Linked DNA regions of Pan troglodytes: region 2 is linked to region 1. Evidence: chromatin contacts called from public Hi-C data. All regions are on one chromosome and are shown on one strand. Each heading gives the region's core, a stretch centred on a gene start, on an enhancer-like site or on the middle of the called end of the contact. The rest is flanking DNA. Distances are from core to core; before and after follow the strand shown. Region 1 holds the start of TFAP2B (transcription factor AP-2 beta). Region 2 has its middle 560 kb from the start of PKHD1.

Evidence for each region. A called contact is a pair of places that touch in the nucleus more often than the background predicts.
Region 2: a contact with region 1 is called in a Hi-C map of induced pluripotent stem cells, with 2.4 times the contacts expected there. The contact joins the enhancer-like site here to the promoter of TFAP2B in region 1. A contact is called at or near these places in 2 of 7 Hi-C or Micro-C datasets (induced pluripotent stem cells and stem cell-derived neural progenitor cells), 1 of 1 datasets of contacts at active chromatin or transcription factors (stem cell-derived excitatory neurons) and 1 of 1 other capture datasets (stem cell-derived neural stem cells).

Annotation. Positions count from the first base shown.
Region 1 is chr5:56,666,034-56,669,229 of NHGRI_mPanTro3-v2.0_pri, reverse strand. It overlaps TFAP2B (transcription factor AP-2 beta), which reads right to left and starts at 1,457. Exons shown (of 7, transcript XM_016955661.4): 1 at 1,307-1,457. The coding sequence starts at 1,387.
Region 2 is chr5:57,383,296-57,386,491 of NHGRI_mPanTro3-v2.0_pri, reverse strand. No RefSeq gene overlaps it. Among named protein-coding and RNA genes, the nearest start is that of PKHD1, 560 kb to the left of the region's middle. Within about 2 kb of position 1,446, at least 3 of the 24 cell types and tissues checked have an H3K27ac peak or open chromatin away from gene starts, as enhancers often do. A contact at or near this core is called in induced pluripotent stem cells, where this site is marked.

The DNA.
Region 1 (3,196 bases), core at 208-2,707:
GAGTCGCCCACTCTTAGGATCTTCGAGGCGGCTCCGCGCCGGGCTTTCAGGAGCTGTCCCGATCCGGAGGGGTCGCGTGTCTTTCTCGGCTCTTTGGGGAGTCTCTGCATCCCTCCACCTTTCGTCTGACCTAGCGGCCCGCGCCCGCCACCCGGGAGTCTGCTTCTCTTCCTTCCTTTTCTCTCCAACTTTTCCTCTTAGCAATCTCCATGGCCCGCTTCGCCCGCCTCGACTTCCCTCCTTTTCTAAATCCGCTTCGCCTTTCCGAAGTTTTTATTTCCAACCTCGACGTCTCAGCAGAACCTTCCCTTCCTCCCTTCCCCTGGCAACCACCTGGGGCTGTCCCAGGCCATTCCGCTTAAAAGCGAGGCTCCGCGGGCTTCCCGGTCCCCAGCCTGGCCCGCCGCGCGCCCCGCGCCTCGCCCGCCTCGCCCGCCTCGGCCGCCTCATCCGCCTAGTCCGCCTCGCCCGCGAGTAGCGGAGCCGCCTGGCCGCGTCAGCCCTTGCCCGAGCCGGAAAAGGGCTTTGGCGAGCGCGGTCCGGGCCCCGGAGGCGGCTGGCGTCCTCCTGGCTGGGCGCAACTTCTCCTGCCCCGAAGAGTTGAGCTAGCCTCAATGCTAGAGACCCGTACGCATTGAACGTGGGCAGAAATTTCCGTGAAAGATGCCCACACAGGGGGCGGCTGCGATTTCTGTTCGGACGCAGTGACCCTCAAGGAAGCAAAACACAAGAAAACAGAAAATAATAAACTGCTACGACTTCTTCTATTTTGCTCTATCCATCCATATCTCCAGCCATCTACCTCTTTCCCGCTAATTCTCTGTCCTCTACTTGGAACCATTTGTTATCAATTTCAGAAATTTTATTGAAAATAAAAATTAAAAGCCCGAGTCTGTTACAAATGAGGCTTGAAAACCCAATTCTCTTCCACACTTAAAACGAGAAAAGCCCCTGACTTTATCAGAATCTCGATTTTCTCTGACAGCGTGCCCACATTCAGTAGCACCACATTCCCCATCAGAGCTTAAAAGGGTGGGGTGGGGTGGGGGGAGGCGAGGAAAAGGGAAAGAAAAATAAAATAAATAAAAACATTCCTAAATTAAAGTTGTCAGACTTCAACCTTAAAGTCCCTTTTCAGAGCAGCGAAGTCTTCCCTAGCCAGCTTTTCTAAAAGTTAAAGAAAGCTGAGAAAACCGACCGGAAATCTACGAGTAAATAGCTTAAAAATATATATCATTTGGGGTATCAAGAAGCTCAAATTCTCTATCTGCAAAGCTCTAAGATGCATCTGGGGGTGTCGACTCACCTCATAGATATCTTCGTACTTGACATTCTCCACGAGCTTCCAGAGCATGATGGCAGCCTGGTCTCTAGGAGGTGAGTGCATTCATGTGAGGAGCAGATGTCTGGCTTCTCAGGACTCCGCTGTCTGTAATGATCCATCTATAATTGGAAATGGGGGATACACACCAAATCCGACGCTCCTCTCCCATCGCAACTTATATCTGTTGTCTCAAACAATAGGCTGGACAAGTAAGCCTCAGCAAAGAGAAAAAACATTATTGCACACACAGGAGTTAGATGCAACCCACAGACATATATATTATAAAAATCATAAACCCGTATTTACACCCAGACACCCACGTATAGTTATATAAGCACCTCTGGGTCACACAGTCTGCAGACTCCAAATGTGCATTTAACAAAGAGTTGTTCAGGGTGATTAATATAATATATACATTTTATAACTTCTATATCGAAAATGACACATCATTGTAGCCAATAACTGAAGTCTTTGCAATTCATAATGAGAAACCAGGGGCCATCAGTCCCCTATTTTCTATGTAGATTTTAAAGGGGGACACTTACCAAGATTTTTAAACACAAAAGCTCCCTCCTATTCATGTATGTTCCGGAAGAGAGTATTTTGAAAGGCTGGATATGGGGGATTTTAAGGACTATCTCTGTGTTGATGGCTACACAACTTTTTTTTTTTTTTTAACTTTATCTCTGTCACCATAGAACAAAAAAGCTAGCCACCGTTAATGACCATTTCTAATATTTTCTGGTCATTTTACCTAAAACCTTTGGAAACTTAAATACACCTCAGTTTGTGCTGCTTGTTATTTTAGGTGTTGTTTGTATGCATTTTCAACGGATTCCATGCACCATTCCTCTTGGCTGGAGTCTCCATTTTATCAAGTTTTTTTCAGATGTTGGAAGCAACGTACGCACACGTTCAGACAAGGTTAATTTTGAGCCTTTTTTGCAGAGGCCAAGGACATTTTATATTTGCATCTGTTGTGTATGACTTGTAAGTGGTTTTAATCATGGAGAGTCAAGAAAGGGCCACCCGAATCTTTGAAAAGGTTTAAGCAGAATGTCTTCAAAGAGATAGTGAAAAATATTTTAGTGCATGTGGAGTTTCTTCTTTTTTTGTATAATTTTTCTGAATAAGATGATTCATATAGTTTTTAAAAAGGAAAACATCATCAGCAACAAGAACAATATTAACCAGACTTAGAAAATGGGCACCATTTAAGGCGCAGGGATTCTGAATTTTATCATGAAATGAATACTCATCTGTTCCCCTGTTCCCCCTTTCCCATCCCCTCTGTTTTTCTACTCCCTTTCAGGGTGCGGAGAGCTTCTCATAGCCGGAACAGACGCCCAGAAGAGGATCTCTGCGCCTGGGACAGAAAAGAAATGCCAGGAGGGACCGAGGAGGGATGGGGCAATTTGGGGTGGAAGTTATTAAGCCTGGTGAGAGTGAATCTGCAAAGGGTGATTGTCTTTAAATCCAGGACTGCTGTGTGCAGCTCTGCGCGAACAGGGATGGACGCTGTTTGAGTACAGGGCTCCGGACAACCGTGTTGGACGTCGATTCAATCAAAACCAAGGAGAAGCTTCATGAACTGCAGAATAAACAATTCTGCAGATTTTTAATTTAATTTTTAAACATAAGTCAAAGGAAAAGAACACAAAGAAGGTGCTTCAGAAGGAACTTCAGAAATAAACCCCTTATTTCCGGTTGAATTTTTTATGTTTCGTCTTTCCTTTTCTCCTCTTCCTCCTTTTTGTTTTCCTTTTTTCTTTCCTTCATTTCCCTTTTCCTTCCTTCCTTTCTCTCTCCATTCCTTTCTTCCCCTTTAAATGTTAACCTTAAATCATACACAATCTATACAGATTTTTCACT
Region 2 (3,196 bases), core at 197-2,696, 720 kb before region 1:
GTCATTTTCTGGACAATCTGTATGAAAGATCAGTCTTTTCTCCAAAAATAGCATTTCATTTCCTCATCTCTGAAGCAATCTGTGTTGCTAGTAGATGGATGAGGTGAGAATATATATGGGGGGTGTGTATGTATATATATATATATGCATGTGTGTGTATATATACATATGCATGTGTATATATATGCATATGTATATATATGTCTTAAATATATATTTAAATGTATATGTATTTTTTCTCTCTATGTTCAAATATATATATGAGGAATTCATAACGGAAAAATAGGTGTAAGCTGTTTTAAATGTGCTGAGCCCAGTGATGCCTGCTGTACTGACTTCCTTCCATGGTGAAAATGTGAAAATGAGAATTATGGCAATTTCCCACAAAGTGCAGGTGATGACATCCCAGGCTTACGTCTGACATAGATTATGCAGTAATCCAAATGATCATTTGCTGATGCTTATCTCAATAACAAGTTATTCCTTTCTCTGCTCTCATTGTGTCCACAGAGGTGTAAGTGTGAGGTGTGGATACAGGAGAAGAGAACCACAACCAGGGAACCCTGTTACGAGACTTCTTGAAAGTGTGAGTGCTAGGAGGTGGTGAGGTGCCAGGGAAGAAAACTCCGTTGGGAAAGGGCATTTCATTAAACTTATTTTAATTCAATTCAACACACCTTGATTTTGTGGTTGTATGCTAAGTTAGGCAATTTAGTTTACCAAGTACTTCTCAGGAAGGTAATAGTTTTATTTCAAAAGTCCCCATGATGAAAAAAAATAGTATCCATATGTTATATTTAAGTTAAGTATAATAAGATGCAAATTATTATTTTTTGTCAGTATCCAATATCACACACACTTTGTTTCTCAAGGAAGTTTCACAAAAAGGTTGGACTGTTTATTGTATTTTTTTCTTAGGTGTTTAGGGGAGTCCTTTAAATAATCTAGTTTTCTAGGGCAGACCAGCCTGTGTCCATGCAGTGTACTGGGTGTCACATGTCCCTCCGGGTCAAGAATGGAATGGCCCTTGATGACACTGAAATAGCTTTCTCCAGGCTAGATCTTGAGGCTCCGGACCACAGGGATGTGATGGAATATGGTTTGGGTTTGTCATGGACAATGAATGTGGTCATTTGCTTTACTTGCTTGTACTTCAGTCAGTCTTGTGGCTGACAAATTTGAGCCCCAGAGAGGTGGCCACAGAGAGGGAGGGAGGAGAGCAAAAGAGAGAGAAAATGCAAATATTGTTTAACAAGCATTTGCTTTAGTGAATTTAAAATCACTGAATTATGTAGACTATTGCTATTATTTTGGAGTGACATACATAAAACTCCACAGGAGCACCTCAGAAGGATTCAGATGTAGGTATTTCCTCCAGGTGCATAGATGGTTAGAAAGGTTTAAATGCACATCTGCTATCAATCCGCATTCTCTGCTTAACCTCCCAGCCTGTCTCTTCCTGCATGTTTGCCCTGCTCCTCCTGACAGGTCTCCTTACCTAGGCAGAGATTAAGCCAATCTCTCAGTTTCCCAGTTCCCCTCACGGGACTGTCATAAGACTTAATTAAATAATGTTCATAAAGCATTCTGCTGTTCAGGTGTCCCTGGATAAAATGCAGAGCACAATATTATTGTGATTATTATTAATTAGGATGATCTTGTCTGAGGCAAGGGATGTTTCCTGTCAGCTTTAGAGAGTTCTACCCTGACCTTTACTTCTGCAGAAGGGATTTGCAATTGAAATGACTGAACTGTAATCCTTGATCTTGGAGAAATCTCGAGAAAGCAAGAGAGATGACAGAAAAACTGAGAATTTGGAGTTGCCAGGCTGATTTCTAAGAGGAATAAAGGAGATGTTCCAAACACATTACCAAGGCTCTTAATTCTAGTACTTTTCCCTCCACCCTCAAATACTCAGATTTTTTTTTTTTTTTAAGTGAAAGGCTGGTTTAACAATCCCTGGAGAATGTAGTAGCTACCATTAAGAACCAACATAGGGGTCATCAAAAACAAGCAATTACTTCCATCTTCAGTTTTTCCTTTGAGAGAATCCTTAGACCAATAATTAGGGAAATGTAATTGACATAGAAGCAAGACTTTGGGGAAACATTTGAAAAAGCTCCTTGTGAGAGCCTTGTGGACAAATTTGAGGACCACTGGATTGTATGTGGGTAAATACGGCAGGGCTCCATCGTAGACTCCCCCTTGCTCAACATTTTTATTTGATAACTACATGCCATATCATTTGGAATAAAAGCAAACATATTAAATGTATAAAAATTGTTGATAGCTGGGGCTTGGTAGTCTAAATTGTTGAAAATAAAATTCAGCAGGAAAAATTGTAAAGCTTTGCAAACCAAACTGCAAAAGCCTAGGCAGGGAAGGATATGGCTAAGCATAGGCTATGTGAGTTTTGGCACTGAGCAAGCTTGGCAGTACGCTGTGGCAATCGAGAAAAGTAGATGCAATTCAGACTTCATCAACCAAACATGTTGTTTTATCCTAGGCAAATAAAGGGGATATCACCAGGCTAGGGCATAGACTATACGGACTTTGAGGGCAGAGGTGGTGCTTTATTCATCTGGGTATCACCACCTGACACAGTGCAGGGACCCAGTAAATGTTTGTTGAATGAACAAATTTAGGATTTGGAAACATGCCATATGAAGCAGGACTGTTGAAAGTTACGATGTTTAACTTGGAAAAGAGAAGACTTGGAATAATATGATCACTATCTCCAAGTACTGGAAGGAGGATTGGCATATGACAGAAGGACAAGGTGGGTCCTAACGGCCTAGGGGATCCTTTGGGGACTGCTGTGTTCAGGCTGCTCAGTTGCACAATTCTGGTGGCAGCATTCACTTAGAAAATGGCTGAGGAGCCTAGAGATGTGCAGTATCTAGCCTGTACAGCTGTACAGGGAAGCCTCAGAGTATATAAATTCTGAGGAATGGAAAATGTTTCCCTATATTGAGCCAAAATCATATCAGGCTTTCCAAAATTCTATGAGCTGCCTTCAAACCTAGAGATTCTGTTGCTCACTTTTCCAAATTATGGAATTTGTAAAGATGTTCCAGGAAGGTTCTGTTTTATAAGGTGGTCAGTTTCAATTTTAACTAAAATTGAAGATGTCAGTTTCAATTTTAACTAAAAATAATTATCCAAATAGTTTCCCTTAAAGTAGAAGGAACCTGAA